2 separate regions of the Ovis canadensis genome follow, and region 1 is linked to region 2. Evidence: chromatin contacts called from public Hi-C data. All regions are on one chromosome and are shown on one strand. The core of a region is the stretch at or near the end of the contact, and the rest is flanking DNA. Distances in the headings are between cores, read along the strand shown.

Region 1 (5,972 bases), core at 3,025-5,524, 110 kb before region 2:
CAGCCCTCATCCCTCTCTGAAATGACCTGAAATTTCTGATGCCCTCACTACAGTATAGACTCTGTGAGAACAGAGGGGCTTGTTTTTATTTCTTCTTTTTTTTTTTTTTCTTTTTTATTCACTGCTGTATTTCCAGGACCCGGTAGAACACAGCAGTGCTCAACAGATATTTATTGATGTAATAAAGACATTTTTGAAAATAAGAATCATTTGGGTCACGAGGAGAGGGGTGGGTGTTCTAGGGGGCAGGGAGTGGGGATGGCTCACCCAAGGACTGAATGATTTCTCTGGAGCCTTTCAAAGTCCTGGGGAACTCTGACATCACAACAGCGACAGTCCTGCTTGTCGGGCGCTGACTGTGCTCAGCACTGTGCATGGATCATCTCATTTAATCCTCGCACTGGCCCCGTGAGGTCAGTCCTGTGATTATGCCCATCCTTCAGATCAGGAAACTGTAGCTTAGCCAAAGGGATGCATTCCCGGTCACCAGTCTCCCCCACGCCCTACCTCCCGCCCTCCAGAGCCCCAGGGTCCCCTAGAGACAGCCCCACCCCTTGATTCCCAGCGCAGCCTGGAGAGGTCACGTGCCCTGCCCGACGCCCCCCGCAGCTGGTTGGCGGTCCGGAGGGACGATCCCTGGCTCCCTGCAGCCACTCGCCCGTGGGGAGGGAAGACTGGCTTGGCGGCCGGCCGGTCCTGGGGACGCCGGGCAGCCAGGAGTTTCTCTCCCCGGACTTACTGTACATGATTCAGCGCCAGCCCCGGTTGTGAAATCTGGGAATCTTGTGGGCAAGGCCAGGCCCGGGGGATGGCTGTCTGGGAAAACGAGGCCGGGAAGGGGTTAAGGGGGGCAGCAGGCCACCCCCCCACACACACCCCGGGGGGGAGGCACCACGCCAGGCCAGCAGAGAGCTCACCGTTCGCACTGGGCTGGCCACCGCCTGCGGCCTGTCGCTGACATCACAGCTGCGTCAGTCCAGCCTGCCCAGCCCCCCCGACTTCCTTCCCTCCCGCAGCGGCATCTCCAGCCACGTCTCCAACTGTCCTCTCCTGGGCTGAGGGGGCAGCCTGTGCCCAACCTCCCCTCCTGGGAGGGAGGGGGAGATGATAAACAGTCCTCTGCACACAGGAGGCACTCCATAAGCCACAGTTGTGATGGATGTGAGCCAAACCATAATCCCGCAGGTTAAAGGTTCTCATACCCATTGCAGAGAAGAAAAGACCGAGGGTCCAAGAAGAGTAGGGACTTGCCCAAGGTCTTCCAACTGCACGCTCGTAATTACTCGAAATGTTAATATAATCCTTGGCTTTTTATTAGTAGCACATGTATCTCTCATTGCCCATTGGATTGCAATGACTATCCCGAGGCTGGGGATTTTCTTTCTTATCTCATTTGTTTGCTTAAATTCAATTAAACCAAATAGGCGTTTGTTTGACTAGAGAGATAATAAAAAGGTTTCATAGGAACCATTTGCAGATCAGTGATGACTTCTGGTACTGTATTAAATGAATTCTATCCTTGAAATTTTCAAAAACCCACTGAGGACCTGCTCTGCTCGACACCACTTGTGCTTATTAGACTCAACCCCTACAGGGTGGCAGTGCAATTAATCTCACAGATGAGAAAACTGAGGCGTAGGGAGCCCCCATAGCTGGTAAACAGCAGTCATAACAAAAAATAATACCATAAAAATAATAACTGACATAGATTAGGTACTTACTCCACGTGCCGAGGGTAATATTTACATCATCTCACTGGCTTCTCTCACGACTCTAGGACATAAGTGCTGTTAGTTTTCCCACTTCACAGATGAGAAGCTGAGAGGTTAACTCACCTAGATAATAAAGCTGCTAAGTGGCAGAGTTGGGATTTGAACCCAGGTCTTCTGTCCCTGCGTGCATGCTTGCTAAGTCACTTCCATCGTGTCCAACTCTGCGACCCTATGGACTGTAGCCTACCAGGCTTCTCTGTCCATGGGAATTCTCCAGGCGAGAATACTGGAGTGGGTTGCCCTGCGCACCTCCAGGGGATCTTCCTGACCCAGGGATTGAACCCTTGTCTCTTATGTCTCCGGCATTGGCAGATGGGTTCTTTACCACTGGCACCAGCTGGGAAGCCCCTTAGTGCCTACTCAGAACTGGGCTGGACACACAGTGGCTGCTTAGGTAACTCAAGGACAACCAAGCTGGAGAACCCTGGGGCTGCCAAGGGATCCATCCCCCAAGATAGCCCTGGCATCAGCTCGAGGCCACCGGTGTGGGCCTGGTCCAGCTGGAAAAAGACATGTGCTCGTATCTTCTCCCAGAATGCCATCTCGCCCACAGAGGCAACAGCCCCCGAGCTCACAGCCACCGTGTCCACCCACCTATGAGGAAGTTCATTATTTTCTCCATGTACCGGGCAGAGAAAGCAAAGCTCAGAGAGGGCGTGTGGCTTGCTCAAGGTCACACAGCAGGCTCCAGCCCCACTTCTACCTCCCAATCCTGCTCTTAGCTGGCAGAGGCCTGGGGTGTGTGTGAGGAGGGGGAAGATAAGGTCTGTGCCCACCAGCCCACCCTGCACCTTGGGATGAGGACTTCCTCTCCCCCTCCTGCCTTCCTGAACCCCAGCTGAGAGTTAGTGGGAGTTGGTGGGAGCCATCCGTGAGCTGCCTCACAAAGCTAGGACAGGAAGGGTGTTCCTGGCCGAGCGACCAGCGCAGGAGAAGGAGGCGCAGCTCATTGAACAGTGGGGGACACATGTCCAGCGAGGCTGAGGGGGAGAGAAGAGGGCTGGGGGCAGGAGGCCAGCCGGCGTAGCAGGAGCCTTGAACGCCGCACTGAGCTCGGGCTCTCTCCAGGGGCAACGAGGAGCCAAGAAGGCTGCAGAGCAGGGGCTGAGCATGATCCGCAAACAGAGGACTGAGCGCTCTGGACCTCCCCTGTTCTTCCTGCTTTCCTCCCGGCCTCTGCAGTCCGTTTTCCACTCGCCGCCAGAGGGGTCCTGTGAAACCGCAAGTCAGACTGCGTCCCGCCTCTGCTCGGAATCCTCCGTGGTGCCCGCCTCCTGCGGAGAAGCCACGACAGAGGGTCCTGGTGGCCCGCCCCGCCCCTGCCCCCAGCCCTGCTCAGACACGCCGGCCTCCTCCCTGCCGCACCACCTCAGGGCCTTTGCACTGCGTGCTCCTCCCGCGTCGTGAAAACCTCTTCCTCCTGCTGGTTCCCTCCCTCCACTCACAGGTTGTTGCTCAGAAGTTCCCTGCTTAATGAGGCTGTCCCTGACCCACCTCTAGAAACCTCCAGCTCAGCCGACCTCCTTTCCCCACTATTTCTCCCTGCAGCCCTGGTCCTTTCAAATACGATGTGTGCGCGTATGTGTGCGCGCGTATGTGCGCGCGCATGTGCGCGCGTATGTGCGCGCGTATGTGTGCGCGTATGTGCGCGCGTATGTATGCGCACACTCAGTCATGTCCAACTCTTTGTGACCCCGTGGACTGTAGCCCGCTGGGCTCCCCTGTCCGTGGAATTTTCCAGACAAAAATACTGGAGTGGGTTGGTATTTTCTACGATTTGGGATCTTCTCGACCCGGGGATCAAGCCCGAGTCTCTTGGGTCTCCTGCACTGGCAGACAGCTTCTTGACCACTGCACCACCTGGGAAACACTTCAGATACAATATACAACTTATTTATCTTGTTTGTTCCACCAAAGTGTGAACTCCATGGGGGCAGAGACCTCTGACTGTCTCGTGTCCTGCTTTGACCCCAGCGCCTGACACACAGGAAATGCTCAATAAATATTTGTTGAGTGAATGAGTTCTCTTTTCCCTCAGATTAATTTTCTGAGGGTTTAGAGCTTATGACCTTTGCTCCCAACTCCAGATACACAAGTGACTTGCCCAGGGTCACTCAGCCCACAAGTGGTCAGTTGATCTGACCCCCAAAAGTCTGTGATATTTTTTCCTTCATTCCGGGCTGCCCCTCTGGGATTTAGGCTGATGCCATGTTACCACTTCTGAGGGCTCTCCTTGGCTCCACCTTACACTGGAGGCTCAGAGAGGTGAAGCAACTTGGCCAAGGTCACACAGCAACCAAGGGTGTGAATTCAGGTCTTTCTGCCTCTGTGTTTTGGGCATTTTCCACTAAAGCAGCTCTGTCTCTCTCCCCTCCTCCTTCCCTCTTTTCAGCCAGTGTGTCTGCCGCTGAAATATCAAGCCTGCCGTGTGCAGCCTGGACATACACCATGTCTCGGGCCGGGCCCCACCCGCCACCCCGGCCGGGCCGCAAGCACAGCGCTGGTCCCACATGCCTCTGGGATGAGCTGCAGAGAGTGTGACCAGGCCCAGCTGACACATCTCAGAACAGATGTGGGCCCGCCTCCCACGGGCCCCGCGGAGCCCAGCCAAGTCTCAGCCCAGCATCCACCCTCAGGGCGTGGTGCCGGGCCTTGGAGGGGGCGAGGGCAGAGAAGACCAGCGACCCTGGAGCGTTCACGTGAGGCAGAGATTAAGGGGCTCCAGGCTCGAATCCGGGCCCAGGCCTCGGTGGTTATGGAGGGAAAAGAGACAATTTTTCAGGGCTTAAAATCTGATGGGATTTTAAATGACTGAAGTGGGCCAGAGTTAAGATGATAAAGAGTTATTTTTCCCTGGCCTCAGCTTCAGAGAGACTAGAGGGAGTGGAGGGGACCAGGGCACGCACCCTGTCTAAAGCCCAGTGTGGCCCCTTGGGGATGGGGACCCAGTGCGATCAGAATTTCAGGTCCTCTGATTTTCCAGAAACACAGGTTTTTATCCAACATCTGCAGATTCTTTAATGTTGTCTCCTTTCATTTAAAAATTCTGTTTGGACTGAACACAGCCAACCTAAGGGCCAGATTCGGTCTCTCGGGCCTCTGGTTTGTAACCTCTGCTTGGCCAAAGAGGATAGCCAGAGAAGGAGCGGACCAGGTCCTGACCAGGACTGGAAGGTCGGGACGGTGGCCAGAGCTCGGCGCCAGCAGCTCCAAGGCGCTGCGGAAAAGGTCCCTGTCATCTGGTCCCCCTCCTCCGTCTCCTGGGTGAGGCTTCCTGGCCTGCCCGCCCGCCGCAGCTGGCCGTGGGGTGGAAGGGGGCCCACATGGGACACAGCCGTGGCTGTGTTTTCCAGACAGATCCTCATTTTCCTCTCCTGTCCCCCACGGCCCTGCCACCCCAGGAAGTAGGTGACCCTGTGCCCCACCAGGTCACCCCCCCAAACCATGCCCTCATCAGCCTGCTTTTTACATGCCAGCTCCACGCCCCGCATGCTTCAAGCCACACGGCTCCACCGCCGTCCCTCTGAATCTCGGCCGCATCCTTTCACAGCCAATGTTCAGATAAGGAAACTGAGGCTCGGGGAGAGGGAGAGACTGGCCCAGGGCCCTACCACAAGCACGCAGAGGAGCTGGACCCGAGCTCAGGCCTCACGTGCTGGGTCACGGGGGCCTCACCTCCTCTCCTCCTGCTGGAACCCAGCCCGTCCTCCGAGGTTCGGCCCTAGAACTTCCTCCCGTAGTGTTTAAGCAGCAGCCAGGGACTTCCCTGGTGGTCTAGCGGTTAGGACTCTGCGCTTCCAATGCACGGGGACTAGTATCCCACGTGCCTCGTGGTGTGGCCAACAAAACAAAACAAGACAGAAAAAACAAGCAGCCAGGTCCTAGGCCAGGAGCTGGGTATTCAGAAATGAAGAGGTAGGGTTTGTCTCAGGCTCCCCCACAGTGTTTGTTGGATGAACATTTCACTCGCTTCCTGGGAATCTCCTTTTCCCTACGCCATAGGCTTCTATCCAGTCTGTCTCAGCCTCAGCATCGTGTGCCTCGGGCCACTTGTCTACACACTTCCCAGATGTCACCCCTGCGTGGCCCCCAGGCATCCTTCAAACCAACGCCCCCAGGTGAACTCTCCAGCCTCCCCACACTGGCCCTCTGCCTCCAGTTTCCTGCTCTTAGAAGGCCCACCTTTGCCCAGTGGACAAA
Region 2 (6,525 bases), core at 881-3,380:
AATATACAGATGCCTCTTTTTTCATAGAAATAGATTTTTTTTTTATAATACAAAAAAAAAGGCCAAAAAAAAAAAACACCAACAAAAACAAAAAACAACATCAACAGCAACAACCCCGTAGGAACATCTTTAAGCGATTACTCAGGGCCCGGCTGACAGTTACACGTGGGTTGCGTCAGTCCCGTGTACACACGCGTTCAGCCATGTTTAAACCGATTGCATCAACTTCGAAACCGGCCCGCCCGCCGGCGCCCAGAGAGGGGGGGTGGGCAGAATGAGAGGCAAGAGTTTATCATTCATCTGTACACATAGACATCTCTTCTTTAAATAACACCACGGGCGGGCGCCCCGTCTGCACGTGCGGCTGGTGTGGACAAAAATATAGATAGATATATATAATAAAATATTAAAATTACCGACGCGCTCCCCGCGCTGCCCAGTGCCCCAGTGCCAAAGTTCTGCCGGCGCCGCCAGGGGCGCGGGCGGGCGCGCGGGCGCTCCCCGGAGTCTCGGCGGCCGCGGCGCGCCCGGCAGCGCGGGGGCCGGCCGGCCGGCCGCGGGGGACGCGCACGGGGGCCGCGCTAGCAGTGGCCGGAGGAGGCGAGCAGGGGCTCGGGCAGCTGCTTGAACAAGTTCCGCAGGGTGCTGAGCTCGCGCGACAGCTGCTCCACCTTCTTCTGGAGCCGCTCGTTCTCGGCCGTGAGCTCCAGGACCTTGTGCTGCGTCTCCAGGTTGCGCATCTTGGCCTTGTCGCGGCTTTTGCGCACCGCGATGTTGTTGCGCTCCCGCCGGATCTTGTACTCGTCGCTGTGCTTGTCCACCGTCTTCTTGGCCTTGCTCTTGACCTGCGAGGGCGCCGGCGCCGCCCCCGCGTAGCAGGCGGCGGCGGCCGGGGGTGCCTTGGCGTCGGCGGGGCTCGGCGTGCCGGGCGGGCTGGACGACGAGGACGTGGACAGGCTCCCGCTGCTGCCGCTCGGCACCGCCTGGTAGCCGAGGTAGGCGCGCAGCGCGTACGGGAAGCCGGCCGCCATGCCCGCGGCGCCGCCGCCCGGAGCTCCGGCCTCCTCCTTCCGCTTGCAGTCCGCGGGCTCGAAGCCCGGCTCCGCCTTGAGCTCCGCCGGCGGCGGCGGCGGCGGCGGCGGCGGCGGGTGCAGGGGTGCGAAGCAGCCCGGGTGCAGCGCGCCCTTGGCGGCCCCCAGGCGGCCCAGGCTCACGTAGCCGTACTCGGCCGCCTTCTTGCAGTTCTTGCCCCCGTAGTCGTCGGAGAAGAGGTCGGAGAGGAAGTCGTGGTGCTGCCCGGAGGAGGCGGGCGCGGGGGCGGGCGCGGGCGGAGCCGCCTCGAAGGTGTCCGTGGCCGTGGTGGGTGCCGGGGCCTGCGGCGCGCCCAGCGGCTCCAGGTAGGGGCTGAAGTCGATGGCGCGCTCGTGCTCTCCGATGCTACCCAGCTCGCCGGCGGGGGGGCGCGGCCCGGGTCTGGCCGCCGGGGGCGCCGCGGGGGCCGCCTTGCCGCCGTACGCAGCAGCCAAGCAGTCCGCCTCGTAGTAGAAGTTGGCCACTTCCATGGATTTAAAGGCGGGCGGCGGCGGCGGCAGGGGGAGACATGCTGGGTCCCAGGCCACCAGGCGTTGCATGAACGCGGGTGCCCGGGGAGGGGGCCTGGGGCTGCCCGCGCCGGCCGGCCCGCAGGTGGCGCGGCCTCCCGGCTCCGAACAGTCGCTGCTGTGTCGCCGCCGCTGCTGCTGCTGCTGCCGCCGCCGCTGCTCCGGGGTGGCCGCTATCAGTGCGGGGGGCTGCCGGCCGGACCCTCGGGTGGGTCCCCTTCCCGGTCCCGTGCGCGGCTCTGACTCGCTAAAGTTTCTCCCGAGCCCGTTTATTTATAAAGGCGGGCCATAGCAACGGCTGCGTCACGCCCGGCGGCGGCCCCTCCCTCCCCAGGCACGCAGAGGACACGCCGCGGCCGCCCGGGACCCCCGGCCGGGCGCCGGCGGGCCGGCCTGGAGACCCGGAGCGCGCCCCCGGGGGTCCCCCGGCCTGCGGGGCCGGGGTGGGGGGCGGCCTCAGGCCCCCGCCCTGTCCACTCCCACCCGGCGGCCCCGAGATGGCGAGCGCGGAGAGGCGCGAGCCCGCCCCCGGACCGCCCCCTCTGGGCCGGCCGGCGGACGAGAAGGGAGGGGGAACCCGGGGAGGGGGCCGGGCGGCCGTCTGCTCCCACCCTGAACGCGGCCGCCGCCCGCCCCCTGCTGGAGGAGGCGCTGGCCTTCGGGAGCCGCGGCCGCCGGACCTGGCTCTCCAGGGAGGGGGCGCGCCCCTCTCCCCCCAGCCAGGGATGCTGGAGACCCCAACCCCCTCCAGCTCGGACTCCCGGAGGGGTGAGCCGCCTCCACAGCCCTCCCCCGAGTGCGGCCTCGCCGCTAAACTGGCACCCCTCCCCAGATCTGGACAGGAGGGACTCACACCTGCGGTGACTCCCCTTCTGAAATAGGAAGACCTGGGGTTGGGGGCTTGGGGAGGTGCAAACAAGGGGGCGAGCGCCCCTCCCCCGGCCCCGCCCCCCGCACCTGCCTGCTCCCTCCCCCTCGGACCACACCTGGGTCTTCTCCAGCCCCACCCCGCCCTGACCTGGGGCCCCCTCCCCGGAGGGTGGAACGGGGGTGGGGTGCCCCCCGACCACACGCTGTGTGACCTTGGACTAGTCACTTGGCTTCTCCAAGTTTAAGTCTGCGAGGGTGTCCTTACTGTTATCTTTATTAGTTGTATTAACTGTCTCCAACGCAGACTCCCAAACGCTCACCGCTCTGGGACACACATCAGAAAGAAGGGCCTCCTCCCAGTACAAAGAGGCCCAGAGGCCCACAGCACACCCAAGATCACACAGCTTCATGTTCCCCACTGTTCTCAAAAGAAAAGCCCTTATCCAGGCACCCTCAGAGCTGTTCGTCATCCCCCTCCCAAAGCACCTGTATCTGAGGCTGGTGGGTGGGGGTCCAGGCAGGACCCAGGGGGCCATGCAGAAGGGAGGAAGGAGTTCTCCTCTTTTAGCAGGCCCCTGCTGTGTGGTGAGAGGGGTCTGGACCCAGAGCTTGCTTTTTCACCCTGCCAGGAGGATGCCCTCGCGGCCCTTGGTTCACAGAGAGGGAGACGAGATGGCCCACCAGGATGGGAACGCCGGCCCCAGGCCCTCCCTGCTGAGTGGGTGCCAGCCGCCCTGGCCCTCTCCTGCACCATTCCAAGGCCATTTCGGCAGCCCCTTGGGCCTACCCTTCTGCCACTCCCAGACCCCGGCACCCCAGGCAGGAGCTCCCAGCCTGCCTGGTGCTGACCCCCGACCCACTGACCCCAGCCCTGGCCCTGGCGGGCAGGCGGGCATTGCTCAACCTTCAGCGTTATCTGCTGAGCTGGGGTGACCTCCGCTCCGGAGAGCTGGAGAAATGACATCTCTGAGTGCCCTTGGGGGTGGGGGGCAGGGAGGGACAGAGTGAAACACTGGCCCAGCCTGCTGGCTTTCTGGGCCTTCCCAGCAGCCTCTGGGCCAGGGAGGGACCTAAGGCCCTGGGGCCACCCAGCCAGGACTCCCAAGCTGCAAAATGGGACACTCAGGGCTGAGCTGAAGCGCCACTGCCCCCAGAGGCCCTCCCAGCCCCACCTGCTGGCAAACTTCCTTCCTAGCCCTTATCTCCAGCCACCAAGATCCTCGTCTTGTCTGCCTCAGTCCCCCTCCAGACTACCCGCTCTCAAATATGGGAAATCGTGGGTCAAGCATGCTCAAAATGTACTGGGGAACAGGATGCATTTGCACCTCTGGACCAAGAACAGGCTTTCCCCAGCCCTGCCCAAGGCAGCTAGCTCTGCAGGGCTCAGCCCGCAGGTGGCCTCCTCTGAAAGCCCTCCCTGACTTCCGGGAGGGATTGCTCTGTTTTGCTCACTGCTGTTCCCCCAGTGCCTGGAATAGTGCCTGGCACAGGAAGGGCTCAATAAATGAAGATGGAGGAGATGGTGAGGTTCCCCCCACACCCCATTAACTGGACTGTGTGACCTCTCTGAGACTCAGCACCCGCCCCGGCCTCTCGGGGTTCTGGGGAGATGCAGTGAGATGTGGGGAGTCTGCAGCTAATCGAAGGATTCGTGTGTGATCTCCAGTCAGTCTTTCACCCTCCCTGAACCGTATTTTAAGCCCTTTGCATCTACTAGTCCGACACAACTGAGCGACTGAACTGAACTGAGCTGAACTCATTTCATCCTCCTAATCATTGGTAAGAAGCAGGTCCTATTATCATCCCCACTTTACAGATGAGGAAACTGAGGCCACGCAGAGCTCAGGGTGTCTGTTCAAGGTCACATCCCTGGGGATGGGAAAGATTAATGTCTTCCCAGCCCAGCCTTCCCTTTTGGGTTTGTAATAAATCATAATGGGTCTGATGTGAGCCCCATTTTTCGAGTGGAAAAACTGAGGCTCAGAAAAGGGCAGCTGGGGGTTACACAATGAGCCAAGGGGCCACCCAGGCCCTCAGGACCAGCCCCCAAGGACAGATTCAGTCCCATCGGGGTCTTGCCGTCACCTACCAAACACTGAGCCCCTGGCTTCCCACCCTGCCACCCCCAACGCTGGAGTCAGTGGCGATTCCCACCCCAGCGCCTCCGCAGGTGTCCTGCAGGGAGGCTGCCTGCCCGGGTGACGTAAGCCCTTGTTTTCACAAGGCTGGTTGCTCAACAGGCCCTGCCTGCTGCCCTGCCACTAGCGCTCAGCCTTTCCCCGAGGAGGGGGGTGATGTGACCGAACCACTATGGTCCAGAGCGCTGGAGCACGCCCCAGCGGCCCTGCAGGCAGCGAGGGCTCAGAAAGCGGGGCCCACCTGTCACCTCCCGCGGCGACCTCTCCCAGGTACCGGTGGCGTAGGCGTCCCTAGGAACCCAGGGCGCGGAAGGGTCTCAAGGCGGCAGCCGGCGCCCAGATCCAACCTAGAGACGCGGTCGGCTTGACCCCCGCCCCGGTGATTCGCTTCAGATTTTTTTCTGTCTCGTTTTTTAATGACTGTGTTGCCAACATTTCACAAAATCAAGACATGTCACATCAAAATTCGAAATTCTAGCTTCACTTTTAAAACCGGAAGCTGAGGGCTGGGCCCGTGTGGCTGCGAATGGTGGGCAGGAGCCAGTGGGCGACTGGGGAAGAACAGGCCCTTTCCTGCCTCGGTCCGTGCCCTCCTCTGCCCCCAGACTGCTTTCAGGATTCCTTCTCCCGGTCTCTGCCGCTTTTCTTTAGCCCTGTTTCCAGGAAGAGGAAACCAAAGGTGTCCATTGGTGCTTCTTTGACAGACAGTGGTCAAGGAGTTCTCAGCAGAGCTCAGAAGTCAGCCAGCAGGTCGAAAAATAAGGCTGAAGGAGGAAGCATCAGAGAGGTTCCGGAGAGACGGTCTCTGGAGGCTTTGGACCTGGGATGCTGTGGGGCTGGCCTTCTGTTCCTGCTCTTACCCTCCAGGCCATGGCACTCTGGGGTCCCCTCTAGACCTCAGTCCCTCATCTGGTCAACTGGGGAAACGCCACTCCCTCTCTCGTGGGCATTCTGGGCCTACGGCACCCCCTCACACAGGCCCACCTCAGCACATGAGAGTGAAGGGCCTCCCCTGAGCCCCGCAAAGCACCTGACCCTGCATGTCCCGGAAACCTCCCAAAGCAGGCAGGCCTGCAGGCCTAGGGCTGGTTAGGACTGCGCCTGGCAACACAGGGAACTTGGTGCAAAAGCCAGATCGGTCCTGATTCCTGTGTCCGACGTCTGCCCCCACCACTCCTCCTCTGCCAGGCCTCACTTTCCCCATCTGCCTAGATTAGATCCCAGACAGCTTCCAGGTCCAATGTCCCAGGATCCGCAATTTTGGAATTGGTGGGAGACCCTCGGGGCTGCTAGTGAAACTTGCCTGAGCGCATGCTGCCACCACGTGGCCAGCTCTGGAAATGCAGTCAGTTCAGTTCAGTTGCTCAGTCGTGTCTGTCTTTGCAACCCCATGAACCGCAGCACGCCAGGCCTCCCTGTCCATCACCAACTCTCGGAGTCCACCCAAACCCATGTCCATCGAGTCGATGATGCCATCCAACCATCTCATCCTCTGTCGTCCCCTTCTCCTCTTGCCTTCAATCTTTCCCAGCATCAGGGTCTTTTCCAATGAGTTAGTTCTGGAAATGCAAGAGTGATTTAAATGAATCTTTGATGAAGGATCTACTGGGTACTTGGGCTTATGGGCACTGTGGATACTAATAGATGTTCACATGGCATGAGCAAGCCACCACTGAAAGAAATAAAAATGTCCAACAAGCAGACAAAGGGTACTTTCCTTTAGTCCTCCATCAGATTTTTTTTTTTTTGGAACCTACCATGTCTCATGTCCTAGAGATGTATTCACGAACAAGACAGAAGTGATCCCTGTTCCCATGAAGCTGATATTCCTTTTGGGGAAGATAAACAGTAAACAAGGTAAATGAGTTAAGCATACAGTGTGTTATATTCTGGGAAGTTCCATGGAGAAGAATACA

What was found. Hi-C and Micro-C count contacts between places; a contact is called where the count stands out from the background.
Region 1: a Hi-C map of lung shows a contact between it and region 2, with 4 times the contacts expected there. The contact joins the enhancer-like site here to the promoter of CEBPB in region 2. A contact is called at or near these places in 2 of 2 Hi-C or Micro-C datasets (fibroblasts and lung).

Annotation. Positions count from the first base shown.
Region 1 is chr13:93,679,558-93,685,529 of ARS-UI_OviCan_v2, reverse strand. No RefSeq gene overlaps it. Among named protein-coding and RNA genes, the nearest start is that of CEBPB, 110 kb to the right of the region's middle. Within about 2 kb of position 4,274, the one cell type or tissue checked has open chromatin away from gene starts, as enhancers often do. A contact at or near this core is called in fibroblasts, where this site is marked.
Region 2 is chr13:93,567,447-93,573,971 of ARS-UI_OviCan_v2, reverse strand. CEBPB (CCAAT enhancer binding protein beta) reads right to left here and starts at 2,130. Exons shown (of 1, transcript XM_069548819.1): 1 at 1-2,130. The coding sequence starts at 1,631. The coding sequence ends at 582.